Regions from separate parts of the Mus musculus genome. Here all the other regions are linked to region 2. A link is a contact called in public Hi-C and promoter capture Hi-C data. All regions are on one chromosome and are shown on one strand. The core of a region is the stretch at or near the end of the contact, and the rest is flanking DNA. Distances in the headings are between cores, read along the strand shown.

Region 1 (3,177 bases), core at 343-2,842, 1.4 Mb before region 2:
TATCAGATTACGAAATCTGCTCACAGTGCCCACTGCAGCTATGCTGTGCTCTCCCGGAGGCACGAGCGTCTTCTTTGGGTAGAAACAGATTCTACCTCAATGTCTCATTCTTACTTTTGACTAAAAGGATGAACCTATGTAGGCCATGCAGGCTAGTGTCCAACTCTGTAGATGGCCCCTCTGCAAAGTCTGTCTGACTTCTTCTCATCCTTAAACTCCTCTGGTTCCAGGACTAGGGGTCTTAGTAAAGCAATGCTTATGTGTAGTTAGTCACCTACACTAAAATAGGGACCATAGATCGATGAAATGTCCTCCCACCACCTGACTCGGTATTGAGTACAAACAGAAAATGCTTATCTAGGGAATGAATGGCTCTTGAGACAGAATCATTAAACGCCTACTAAGCAGGACACTACTAAACACAACTGATCATACAGGAAATGAAGCAGTCCTCAACCGCTCTTCAGATTTCCACGTTTGATGAGCATAGTCTTGTACGGCTTTATCTCGGGGAAATGTTTCCCCTTTTTGGTTTTCAGGGTTTTTTTTTTTTTGGTTTTGTTTGTTTGTTTGTTGTTTCGTGAGAGTGTAATACTTTGAACACTACTGAAAGGAATTCCTATCTAAAAGAGTGCACTTCTTTTACAGAGCTATGTCACACCAGCATTTGGCCCTCTGCTGAAAAAAGTAAAAAGAAGTCTCAAATGCCTTTTTCGCCCTCTAGTGTTACAAATGTGGGGGCAGCACTGTATCATGTGAGTGTAAAATATCTCCTACCTGCTGCATGATATGAATTGGTAGCTTTATCAAAGATGGTTCCAATATTACTCAGGATGTCTTCTTTACAGATGATTTAAAAGCTAATTATATGTCTATAATATACATACATATATATAATATACATATAATTATATATGTACAATACACACACATGTATGTATATGTGTATACTTATATACATATATATATTGTGCTGGTACCCTAATGGTCACAGACCTGTGCTGTTTCTAGTTGTTTGGTGGTGTTTTTCTGTTTGTTTGTTTTTAAGGCGAGGCTAGACGTCTACAATTTTGTTCAGATGACTACAGGACCTGAAAAAGCTGTTGTTATTACTGATGCATAACATACTATTATTGCTCTTTATACATATACATAGATATATATACATATATAAAAATATATACACATATATAAATATATACACATATAAACATATACCTATATTTAAAATAATATTAATATATTATATGTTAATATATATTATATAATATATTAAATATGTATATATATTAAACACACGTTTAATTTTTGAAAACTGTACTTGTGTTTTCAACCATGTTGAGTTGTCATTGTACCAAAATCAGCAGCCATATTAGTCTAGAAACATCAAGCTAATTTCTTTTCCATTTGTACAGGCTTACTTCACTGTATTACATAGGTAAAACCTTATCTGTGTGAGTTCGATTACAGAAACTAATATTCTCTAAATAAGGGGGTGACGTTTCCACATTCAAATTTCTGGATTATGTGAGTTAGCAGGAACCTCTGCCATTGATCTGGCACCGTAAAGGAAACAAATCCGGAGTGATAGGCACAGCGAACCCACAGACTCGGGGGCCCACGCTGTATCTCCGGATCCCCCGACGCCGGGCTGTCGGTGCCCCTCCACCCCAGAGTGGATGCTGCGGCTGGCTCCGGGTCCATCAGCTCCCGAGAGGAAGCGCACTCACTTGATGGAGACGTGAAGGACAGGCTTTCGCGACTCTGCGATTCCCCTAGGCTCGCCAGCTCGGCAGGCTGGAGGGAGCTGGGCTCTAGGACAGAGCGGGCCTCGGTTGCTGGGGCGACCGGGCGACCTCTCACCCGGAAGCAAAAGTGCAAGAAGCCAATCAGAAGACACCTGGGCGGGGCGGCTGCTGCGGGTGAGGTCCAAGAGGGAAGCTGAACCCAGCCCGGACCCCGACCCTGGGTGCCGCCTCCTGAGCTCCGCAGCCAGCAACGCTACGAGCCAGGTACGGCCTGACGTGGCATGTGCGGGGCCGCGCGGGTTCGGGGTTGCCAGGCCCGCCTGCCGCCTCCCCTCTCTAGTGATCACATCCGAGGACCATGCAGCCCCTATGGTCCTGCCTGTCAGCCCAGGGGCAGTGAACCTGGACCTGCAGAATCCTGGGGAACCCCGGGATCTGCAGTCGAGGTCGTCCACACCCACGGCTCCGAGCAAGGTTGAAAAGGAGGGGCGCCAGCCCCATTTCCTGTCTGTGGCTCGGTGGCGACCCGAGGGGCTGTTTGGGGAAAGGGTTGGAGAAGATGGATGTTGAAGAAAGGAACCTTGCATGACTAGGTATCTGAATGGAGCTGGGGGAATGTATAGTGGTCAGAGGTTTGCCTGGGAGGCAAGCGGTGTGGGTTCAGTTTTCATCACCTCAGCTTGACGATGCTGTACGTGGGAGCCAAACTTGGGTGTGAAACAAAGGATCCTTTTAGAGCCAAACTTGGATCCAGTGTCTATGGTAAAGAAAGATGAAATCTTAGCAGGCTACATAGATAGTGGGATTCCTCCCTGCGGACTAGATAACCTAATTTGTATTCTACAGAAAACGTCTGGGGAATGTGATATCGGATGCCGCTATAATCGGTAAATCTTGGTTCAGATTTTTGCGTGAAAATTACAGCTCAAGTTGAAAATGTAACCTTTTCTGGGTTGGTGTGAGGCAACTTGTTTTAAGTCAGTACAGAATCTTCTTGCCTTTTTTTTTTCCTCAGCCATTTCTCAATGTATGAATTGACCCCAGCTGGGTGGTTTGGGTGGTAAGATGTTTGATGTTTTCCTTTCTTCCTACGTAAAAAAAACAAAAAGACAAAAACCCGATATGCAGCTGGGCGTGGTAGTGCACGCCTTTGGAAACAGAGGCAGATGGATCTCTGTAAGTTTGAAGCCAACCTGGTCTACAAAGCGAGTTCCAGGGCAGCCAGTGCTATTTACACAGAGAAACCCTGTCTGGAAAGACATAAAGGTGGGGGGAGGGGGGTGGGAGAATGCGATTATTGAAAATTCAGTTTGTGCCATTCCTTCAGTCACATGTTAATCATTTCATGTCATTATGGTTTTGTGAGTGTATGTATATACTGCTGTCCTTTGGAGAGCTCGTGGTTGGGGCTCAGGATGTCTTGCCTAGT
Region 2 (3,337 bases), core at 321-2,820:
CAATCTCAAAACAAAACACTCACCAACTCGTGGAGAATATTGGGAGTTGATAAGATTGGGTGTACATCACTTGCACACTTGCTCCCTAACCATTCGCCTCCAGAAAGATCCAGAGGCACCCCTTTCAGTGGCTAACACTTCAGCTAGATGTTCCAAGACCCCGAAGAAATTATGGTGATCATGGGTCTTTGGAAATGCCAAGAGTAAACCACCTAGAATGGAATAGGTAGAGTGAGCAGAATGGCATCCATTGTGAATGTTCAGTAGAGAAATGTCTGCAGAGATCTCGCTGTCAGCTTCTCCCTAGGTAGTCGGGTGTTCATTTAAGGTGCTATAGTAGGGAGCGGGAGTTTATCGAGGCTGATCTGGTCACGGGCTTTTCACATTAGAGACCTCAAATTACACCCAGGATCCACGCTACAAGAAAAGTTAGGCTGTTGTTCTCCTACCTTACAGGAAAGGAAGAAGAAAGGAGTGGGCACAGCAATGTTGACTGTGAAATTGGGGGCTCTGTCTTGGGACTTTTCCATCTCTCACCAGTTGCCATGTTGGGAGTACAATTTCCCGGTTCTAATTCTAGCTCCTGAGTTCTCCTCATAGGGATGGTGCTCAGCTCAGAGTGCAGGCATGAAGATGTGTCACTGGGCAGTGTGCCACAAGCTAAACCCTCAAGTCCTGGGCCAGCAAGTTCCATTATGGGAGTGTGTTACAGTCTTACAGGAAGGTAGGATTGCTTTTCTTTTCTTTTTTTTTTTTTAATTTTGTTTTAACCCGTATACGAGTTCACTATAGCTGTCTTCAGACACACCAGAAGAGGGCATCGGATCCCATTACAGATGGTTGTGAGCCACCATGTGGTTGCTGGGAATTGAACTCAGGACCTCTGGAAGAGCAGTCAGTGCTTTTACCTGCTGAGCCATCTCTCCAGCTCAGGCAAGGTTCCTTATTAAGCAGGGACTGCTGGTGTTGGCCTTGTGATAAAACATTCCTTGTGGCCTTTCTGGGAGCAGGTGGATCTTAACAGGGGCCTGGCCTGGTGAGTGATATGCAACAAGGGGCTAGCAGGTAACTGCTGAGGGCTGGACAAATAGATTTAAGAGAGAATTCTTCAACCCTCTGGCCAATGTTGTCAAGATGGCTATGTCCTCCTTGGCATGGCAGTGTGAAAGGGGAAGGAGACTAACGTTTACAAACCTGGACTTCAATTGTCACAGACATAGCTTGGCTGGACCCTCTGAGAGGCGAGTTACTCAGTATCTCCCACTGCACATCGGAATTCGGTAGCATCCATGTGCCCAGTTGCTTCCTCAAAGTTTGTTTTGAAAAGTAGATTGTGATCATTGATCCAGGAGCAGGAGGCTTGGGTTTCTCCTTCTTCTTCCTGCAGAGCTTTCCCAGAATGGAAGCCAGGAAGTGTCCGAAACCTGGAGAAGCTGGCAGTTACTGCAGTTGCACAGGAGAGGGGAGGCGGGCCCGGACCTTGGCTCCCGCGCTGGGGTACAGAGGCGACACGCCTACCTGACTTCTCGCGGGTGCGAGCCGGTGCGGGAGGGGCCCAGAGCAGTGTGGGAAGGCGGAGTCCGCCGGGAAAACGAAACAGAAGAGAACCGGCCAGGCCCGGACTTCCATGGGCAGCAGCAGCGGCAGGGAACGGAGGGCGAATAGATTTCAGAGCCTGCACCTGAAGTACAATTCGAATCCTGCTCCAGGGAGCGAGCCACTGTCCGGATCCAGAAACTTTGGTAAGACCTGAGGGCTATTTTCCCACTCCTGGATAGCGGTTGCAGGAAAAGGGACCCAGAAGGAAAATGACAAGCCCAATGACTTAAAACTCTGGAGGGAACTCTAGAAGCCTGAATGACCCAGAGACTGAATTCTGCGCCAAGACTTTGTGCTGCACAGTCATGGCATTCCAATTAGCTGTCCTTTGTGACAAGCGGGTCCTGCTCCATCCTCCACCAGCCGCTATGGTCAGGCAACCCCCCCCCCCGCGCCTCCCCCTCCCCTTCCCCCTTCTTCTCCCAACTCCCCCGCCCAGTGCCCACCACTTTCAGACTTACTTGGTGGTTCTGGGCCACAGCCAAATACCCTCCAACTCCTGCCTTCATGCTGCCTGTTTCTACTTCCTGGAAAGCCCTTTCCACCTCACCCCACCCCCAAGTGACTTCCTGGGCAGATCTGTCTATCCAGTCCTTTTCACAGAGCCAATGATATGAATTACCTTCCCTAAGCTAGAAACTCCACTCTGCCCTCATAGCCAGCGCCCCCCGTCCCCTGCCCCATATTTTTCTCAATCTTCCAACTAGTACTTAGTACTAGAATTAGTCTTTTTCCTTCTACCAGTAAGATCCCAAGAGCAGTTTTCATTGGCTTGTATAAGCCTAGCACCTGATCCCTGACAGGTGCTCGTTCCATGTATGTTAAGTGGATGGTAATTCATAAATAACCTTGAATTCTAGAGAAACGGGATTCCCTGTTGCACCTTTAGTACTAACCGTGCCTTGCCCCCTGGAGTTAAAGACACTCTCAGGGCAGAGTGTGTGCTTGTTTTTCAGCTTGCCCTGCGGCCCTGGAGGGACCCAAACACTGTGTGCAGCTTGCTCCTTTATATATCATATACTAGCTGAATGCATGTTGTATGGGAAGCAGCGACTGGAGGGGCTCAGCCTTCTGGGGTCCTACAGTCTTCAGGAAGGAGAAAGATCAGGGTCTTCAGGATATAGGTGAGACAAGCAGGTGGCATTTGTTGGTGCATGTGATGGGCTGCTCTTTGGGTGAGCGACTGAGAGCTGAGAGCAGCTTCCTGGTAAGCATCCTGATTCCTTTATAGGAATCCCACCTGTCAATACAGTGGTGAGGTGGAGTGATTCTAGTTGCCCCTGCAGCATCACAGAAGGCCAGCCCATCCTGAGAGGTGAATAAAATTGCTCCCTAGACAAAGGGTTCCAACTCCTGGGAGCATGGATTGGACCGTACCTAGCCATTCATTCCCCAGTGGACTTATTCATTCATTTGTACCAAGCCCTTATTATAGTTCTGGTACCTTCATTCCTTTTTCAGTTACAACTGTTATATTGATTTTTAAAAAGAATTTATTGGGGGCTGAAGAGATGGCTCAGCGGTTAAGAGCGCTGACCACTCTTCCAGAAGATCTGAGTCCAGTTCCCAGCAACCACATGGTGGGTCCCAACCATCTGTAATGGGACGGATGCCCTCTTGTGGTGTGTCTGAAGAGAGTAACAGACACTGTACTCACATTCATAAAAAGTAAATAAATCTTTCTAAAAAATAATTTATTTACTTTTTATTTTTAATTATGTATCTGTGTATGAGTGTG
Region 3 (3,300 bases), core at 444-2,943, 1.2 Mb before region 2:
CACTGCTCAGTGACATGGTGACTATGAAGGTGTCAGAAGGGAGAGCATCGGATCCCTAGGAAGAGCACCGGGAAGCTCCTATGCTTCCCTGAGGGCTGCACCGCCTCTGCTGAGCCACCTCTCCAGCCCTAAACCTACGCCTTTTAGATCTTAGCTTTTAAAACTTTTGTACCTGAACTTTCTTGCACAGAAACTTTTGCACTGTCAATTTGTATGGAGCATCTGACTCAGACAAAAACTTTTGGGCAAAACTGGTGCAGTGTTTTTCTGACTGCGGATGCAGTTGCTCTCGCTCAGGACGTTTCCTTATCTGTCCCCAGCTCTGCAATTCCTTCTTTGATATTTCTTCGGTACACGTCAGTCTTATCTTAATTTTAAAGACATATTTCTAATTTTCAGTTCTGCAAGCGGCCTCTCTCTCTCTCTCACACACAGTGGTACAGTTTGCAGAAACGCTTAGATTCCTTAGGATTCTAAAATGACAAGCGACGCAAAGTATAAAGGAGAAAGCAACATATGTTAAAAGAACGATCACACATCTTTCTGGGGGAAGAAATGCCTTTGGGGGAAAAAAAACAGGCTAGAGGAGGGAACAACCCACAACTGGGAAAGGAAGAGGTTCAAAACAAGTGCGCAGAACGAATCTTAGTTTTCCAAGGCTTAAAGTAACAGGGCACTTAGGGCGCGGTGGGTTTCTTGCTAGCTAGACACCATAATTTCAACCCAGTAAGTTGGTCACTGAAATCCATTCGGGGGTGGATTGGGTTGGGGTGAACTGTACTGGAACTAGATTATAAAAATGAACACAGTACCTGCCCTTAAGCACGTCCAGTTTTGTTTTGTTTTAAAACAACACCTTTAGTTATTCAAAGGCCTTTTGCAAATAGAAACAGCTAAAAACCTTAAAACAGTCTTTAGGCTTCACAGAGGAAGTGAGTTGTGGGCTGGAAACGAACAGGATTGTGAGAGTTTCCTATTTTGGAAAATGAAGACGATCATTCAGAACAGTGAGAATAGGGGTTTTAGAGGAAGGTTGAGAATATGTAACTGCAGCAGGGACTTGGATAGGTATGTCTGCAGCAATAGGTCCGGTTTGCAGGTCACCTATGCCCTGCGCAGACCTGTGTGCATCATCTCGCTGGCTCGCCACAGTCAGTAACAGCTAACGGTTGTTCTGTTTAGTTAGTGGCGCAGAGTCCACGCGCTTTCGGGGGCTGTGTGTGGTTAGGTGCGCGGAGATTCTCCAGGTTTCCCTCATCTTTTTAAAGATTCTCCAGGTCTCCCTCATCTTTTTAAAATGAAGAAGAAAAGCATTCAAATTAGCGGGAAGGCGGTTAACACCCACAGCCCCGACTCTGCCGAACGCATCGCCGGCTCCTCACATTCACCCGGTATCTCAGCGGCGGCCAGGGCCTAACAGCGCTAACCGCCACGGGGCTGCAACCGCTGCGGAACCGCGCGCAGCGGGCGTTGCACGGTCCCGACCGGAGCCCAGCGAGAGTCCAGGCTGGGATTCTGACGAGCAGTTCTTCCAGCCAATTGGAAGCCAGATCGACTTTCGCTCTTCCAATAGGAGGCGGAAGTTCGGCAAGGGGGCGGAAACTCTCGGGCCCTGGATCCCATCCCGCCCGGCGGCAGTCAAGGCGGGGTGGAGGCTCCGCCTGAGCGGCGGGGAGCGGATCAGGGAGGAGGGAAGACCGGAAGCCACGGCCCGGCCCCATCCTTACTTTCGCGTCCCCCCCGGGGCTGGGAGCCGCGAAGCTGGCGGAGGGAGAGGCTGGAGGCTGGCTGAGAGATAAAGGGAAGCGTCCCCTCAGCCCGCGCTCCCTTCTCAGTCACGGGCTCCTGGAGCGCGCCGCGGAGGACGCCGGGCCAGCTCAGACCCGCGCCGAGGAGGCGCAGCCCGCGGCGGGGACCGATCAGCGACATCTGAGGCCCGTCTCCCGCGCCGTCTCCACCGCCGCCGCCATGTCCTCCTCCTCCTCCTCCTCCCCCAAGGAGGAGACGTACGAGGAGGACCGGGAGTTCGAGAGCCAGGCCAAGCGCCTCAAGACCGAGGAGGGAGAGATCGTCTACTCGGCCGAGGAGAGCGAGAATCGCCAGGAAGCGACGCCTCAGGCGGGGAGCGATAGCGACAGCGGCGGCGGCGACGGAGGCGACGGAGACGGAGGCAGCGGCGGCGGCGGCGACGGCGAGGAAGGCGAAGGTGGAGAAGAAGGCGACGAAGGCGACGGCGATGAGGGAGGGAGCGGCGGCGACGAAGGTGGCAGCGGCGGTGGCCCTCGGAGCATGCCCCTGTCCACGGTAACAAAGCGCGGCGCCGCGCCGCGTCCCTCCAGCAGGGCCCGGCGGCGGGGGTTCGGCCTGGCCGCCTTTGCCGCTGCGTGCACGCCGAGCGCGTAGCTGGCGACTCGGACTGATTCTTTCCTTTATTGCCCACGATCCCCGAATCCCGAATGCCGGCTTTGGGTGGGCTTGGGGTGCCGGGCCTCCCGGAGTCCGGGCCCTGAACTTGGGGAGGGTAGCGGGGTGGGGGCGGCGGGGGCGGGCGGGTGTCGCTTCCGCTCCGGGAGGCTGCGCCGCGCGCCCTCGGCGGGATCCGCTCTTTGTTAGTTGAGCAACTCCGGCTCCGAGGCTGTGCTGGGGACCCGGCCTCCCCGACCCGCATCATCCTCACGCTGGGCAACCATAACGGGAAGGCTCTCGTGGCCTCGTCTCCGTGGGAACCGCGATGCAATGACAAATTGCGCCCTCGTGCTCTCCCCGTAGTTTAGCCCTCGCTAGTTTAATATCTTTCTATAGAAAAGGCTTTGTGGGCATGGGGTTCATTCAGGCCAGGCAATGGCCAAGATAAGTTTTCTTGTTACAGAAATGAGTGGGCCGGTGATCTAAGTGTGTGTGTGTGTGTCTGTCCCTGCTGTCAAATAAAAGGCGTTCAGATGACGAGAGTTCTTCATTCATAATGTACTTCAAGTTTGTCCCCCACAGAAGGAAATGAATGCAGAGCTGTGGGAATTCAGTCACACATTCCTCGAGTCCTCCTTTATCAGAAACGTTTAGCTGGAGGCTGGAGGAATGTGGACAGCGCAACCCACAACTTCAGTTCCATGGAGACTTTAAGGAAACAAACCAATCCGAACGGTTTTGACTCTTTTGGGGGCCTTTAAACGGTCTTGACGACTTAAGATATTATTTAAACACTTAATACATTTGAGATCAAATCTTAGCAGAAGTTGACGAAGTTATGCACACCTTCCAAAAATTAAGGTGTTCCAACCCTTTTTAATCAGAAGCCGCTTA
Region 4 (3,397 bases), core at 417-2,916, 1.0 Mb before region 2:
GAAAGAGGAGAAAGAAGTCTGGAATGTGTCTCTTTGGTTTGAATAGAAGAGAGGTAACTATAATGAAGGTGGCTTTTTAAACTTGGATTTGACCGTGGGTCAGTGTTCATTCTGTGACGACCTGAGTTAGGTTTCTCTATATTCACTGGATCCAGGAGGTGTGGCTCTATCTGGGGTGCTGTAGCAGAGCTGATGAGATGCCAGTGTCTGCGAGTAGAACCCCCTCTGAAGACCAGTTGGCCAGCAGCACAGCTTTGGGAATGACTAACTTTCCCAGGATATCTGATAGGGTGTGCTCAGTGTCATGTAACCACTGACAATAAATGGGATTTTGGTCTTTGAAGGCAAAAATCCTCATCTTGACATCTTCTTTCATGCCCAAGCACCTGCACACCGCGGAGTGTACAATCTCCAATAGTTATCACAGAGAGAGATTATGAAAGAAAATCTAAGGTCAGGCGTGGGGGTCCATGCCTTTAATCCCAGCGCTCAAGAGGCAGGGGTAGGCAAGCTCTGTGAATTTGAGGCCAGCCTTGTCTGTAAAATGGGTTCCAGGATAGCCAAGGCTTATACAGAGGTTTATACAGAGAAACTATGTCTTGAAAAACCACCACCACCAAACAAAAAGAGAAGAAAAAAGAAAAGAAAAGAAAAGAAAAGAAAAGAAAAGGAAAGGAAAGAAAAGAAAAGCAAGCAAGCAAGCACACCTACTATCAAGCAAGTCCCTTACTAGGTTGCTCAGGAAACATGGGAGCAGCACACAGAGTTAGTGCAGAAGGAACTCACAATCTGTGTCTCCAAAGATAGAGAACAGGTGACTTAATCCCCAGACAGTTCAACCAAAGCCCATCTGGAATGATGCCCTCCAAAGTTTGATGACACTAACGGTTTTTTTCTAGAGGTTTTGTGGAATTAAAGGTTGCAAAGTATAGGCTTAAGAGGTTGGGGTAAGACAATCATTTGGACACCTGGGCTCCCACTTTTTCAAGAGAAAAGGATTTTCTCCTGCAGCCATGGTTGTGGTACAAATTCATGAGACTAAGAACTGTGTTCCACAGCTGCCTCCACAGGTTGACGTATCTGTTATAAAGTTTCTCGAACTTTCTACATGATGCCAGTGGATCCCCAGAAGAAGGTTCATCACAGTTAGGAGAGGATGTATTAGAATTCCTTCTCTGATCAGAGCGGTATTTTTTTGGGTTTCAGATATGCATAGTTGAGAGGGTAAAGTAGCCTCAGAAGGCGATGGGGAGCCAATGCAAACAAATTGTAGGATAGTGGTGGAAAGAGAAAACCTTTCTGTGTAGGGCCAAGATATCAGGAGAAGCCAGGCACTGGCTTCGCAGGGAAGAGGGCTGGGGGTAAGAAAGCTAGGAGGGAAAGGATGCGAATGTAACCTCACGTGCAGAGTCAACGTTAGAGATGCGAAGAGAATTGGGAAAGGAGGGACTGGAGATGCCTTCTCCGCCCTGCGGCAAGGGGGTGTGGCCCCGAGAGCGGGAAGGTAGGGACGGGATGGCGCCGGCCGCAGTGGGGGTTCCCCAACTCTTCCTTAGAAGTCTGAGAGCTGCGGAGCTCCGCGGCAGGTTGGCCCGGGCGGAGGAGGAGCGAGGGCGCTGATGGGCGTGGCTGGGCGTGTCTGGGCCGCGCAAGTCAGAGGGCGGCGCTAGGACCCGCAGGCCGCCCCGCCGGCTCCCGGGAGGTTGATAAAGCGGCGGCGGCGTTTGACGTCAGTGGGGAGTTAATTTTAAATCGGTACAAGATGGCGGAGGGGGACGAGGCAGCGCGAAGGCAGCAGCCGCAGCAGGGGCTGAGGCGCCGGCGACAGACCAGCGACTCGAGCGTCGGAGTTAACCACGTCTCGTCTACGACCTCCCTAGGTACGGGCCGGAGGGGCCGAGGCCACGGGGGGCCGGGAGTCGGGGAGGCTGCGGCCGTTCGGGCTGGCGGGCACCGGTCGCCCGCTGGGGTCGAAGACCGCGGCTGGCTGGGCTCGGCTCGGCTCTGGCCGCCGCGGCCGCCCGTTCGCTCGCACGCTCGTTCGCTCGCTCGCAGGGCCTAGCGGCAGCCGCGCCCCACGCTCCGCCGCGCGGCCTGAGAGGGCGGCCCGCGGGCCTCGGCTCTCCCAGCTGCCGGGGGAACGGGCAGCCCGGCCCCCTGCCCGCCGCCGCCGCGTGGCCGCCGCGGTGTCCGCCCCGACCCAAGGGGGCGGCCTTGAGCCGGGGCCACGGGGCCGGGACGCGCGGAGGTCGGCGGGCGGTACGGGATCGGTCACCCGGCGGGCACTCACTGCCCTGGGTGCCTGACGCGGGCCGGGAAGGGAGGGACGAGCGGGACGCGCTGGGCCCCGCGGTGGCGGTGGACGCGGGAACCGCTGGCACCTGGCTGCCAGGTCGCAGAGCTCTCTCCACACACACACCACACACACTCACACACCCTTCCTTCCCGATGGGAGCCGCAGTCCGCAGGCCAGGGCTGGGGCCCGGGCTCAGCTTCAGCTTCACCAGCTCTTGGCTCCGCCGAACCCATTCGCACGAGTTGTGCGTGGATTGGCCAGGGTTGCAAGTGTTGGCTCCGGTTGTCAGACTGGGGTTAGGAGCCCTGGGGCTGCGAGTCATTCGCTTCAGGCTGAGAGTGTCTGGTTTGAAGTCACCTGATCCCGTCGTTCCTGGGTTTTGCTGAATGTGAGCTCCTACTGTATGTGTGTGTACATGGCGCCCCTACCCCGTCGAAGACGCAGTTGCGTTGGCAGCGCGGTGTTGTGTGTTGCTCTCACTCACAGCACCCCTATTTTTAGGAGTGTAGCATTTGATCTTTCACCGTGGTGCGAATTGAACGCACGAAGTCCTTATTGAGAGTTGCGATGGTTAAAGGCGGAAAAGTTTTTCAAAGGCTTAGAAATCGTAAGGGCTTAGGGTTAGATACCTGAGGTCAAGATAAGCGTAGAGTAAACACACCGGGTATGAGATCGCTTTTGTATTTCCTTTTCCACAATCTGATAAAGGCTTTACTGGATAAAATTTAAAACATTTTGATTAAATATTTACCACAGACACTTTATAGAAAACTTTAATTTACATTTCACCATTTATGGTAGCTCTTGGACATATGTCAGAGGTGAGGATAACTTAGAATTTTCGAACGAGAAAAAGAAATGAGGTTTGTTAACCTGTCAACTACAAACTCTTGTCAGAACTGTTTACAGTGGTAGCCCTCTGCCCTTGGAAATACTTCCAGAGAGGCTTTTTAAAAACCTTAGGTGGCTGATTTGTTTTGGAATCCGTGTGTGTGTGTGTGTGTGTGTGTGTGTGTGAGAACAGTTTGAGATGTAGTGTCAACATACTTGATGTATGCAATAGGAAAAGCATAAGTTTGATTCAGTCATGGGTAAGAGCAT

What was found. Promoter capture Hi-C pulls out the DNA fragments that hold promoters and counts their contacts. Hi-C and Micro-C count contacts between places; a contact is called where the count stands out from the background.
Region 1: a Hi-C map of B cells shows a contact between it and region 2, with 5 read pairs. The contact joins the promoter of Dhx57 here to the promoter of Eif2ak2 in region 2. A contact is called at or near these places in 2 of 39 promoter capture datasets (hippocampal neurons and pre-B cells) and 1 of 484 Hi-C or Micro-C datasets (B cells).
Region 3: a contact with region 2 is called in a promoter capture Hi-C map of pre-B cells, with 4 times the contacts expected there. The contact joins the promoter of Hnrnpll here to the promoter of Eif2ak2 in region 2. A contact is called at or near these places in 1 of 39 promoter capture datasets (pre-B cells) and 1 of 9 other capture datasets (liver).
Region 4: a contact with region 2 is called in a promoter capture Hi-C map of embryonic stem cells, with 3 times the contacts expected there. The contact joins the promoter of Atl2 here to the promoter of Eif2ak2 in region 2. A contact is called at or near these places in 5 of 39 promoter capture datasets (the 3T3-L1 cell line, embryonic stem cells, hematopoietic stem and progenitor cells and 2 more), 3 of 115 datasets of contacts at active chromatin or transcription factors (embryonic stem cells, large pre-B cells and pancreatic cancer cells) and 1 of 9 other capture datasets (embryonic stem cells).

The regions. Positions count from the first base shown.
Region 1 is chr17:80,288,891-80,292,067 of GRCm38.p6, reverse strand. It overlaps Dhx57 (DEAH (Asp-Glu-Ala-Asp/His) box polypeptide 57), which reads left to right and starts at 1,592. Exons shown (of 24, transcript NM_001163759.1): 1 at 1,592-2,012. Morn2 (MORN repeat containing 2) reads right to left here and starts at 1,856. Exons shown (of 5, transcript NM_194269.2): 1 at 1,731-1,856.
Region 2 is chr17:78,880,805-78,884,141 of GRCm38.p6, reverse strand. Eif2ak2 (eukaryotic translation initiation factor 2-alpha kinase 2) reads left to right here and starts at 1,570. Exons shown (of 16, transcript NM_011163.4): 1 at 1,570-1,742. Gm26637 reads right to left here and starts at 2,258. Exons shown (of 2, transcript XR_876974.2): 1 at 2,061-2,258.
Region 3 is chr17:80,060,661-80,063,960 of GRCm38.p6, reverse strand. It overlaps Hnrnpll (heterogeneous nuclear ribonucleoprotein L-like), which reads left to right and starts at 1,693. Exons shown (of 13, transcript NM_144802.4): 1 at 1,693-2,304. The coding sequence starts at 1,969. It overlaps 4933407O12Rik, which reads right to left and starts at 1,739. Exons shown (of 2, transcript XM_006525248.3): 1 at 1,389-1,739; 2 at 499-1,288. The coding sequence starts at 1,721. The coding sequence ends at 1,163.
Region 4 is chr17:79,894,392-79,897,788 of GRCm38.p6, reverse strand. It overlaps Atl2 (atlastin GTPase 2), which reads left to right and starts at 1,666. Exons shown (of 13, transcript NM_019717.3): 1 at 1,666-1,880. The coding sequence starts at 1,763. It also overlaps a transcript of Gm41625 not described here.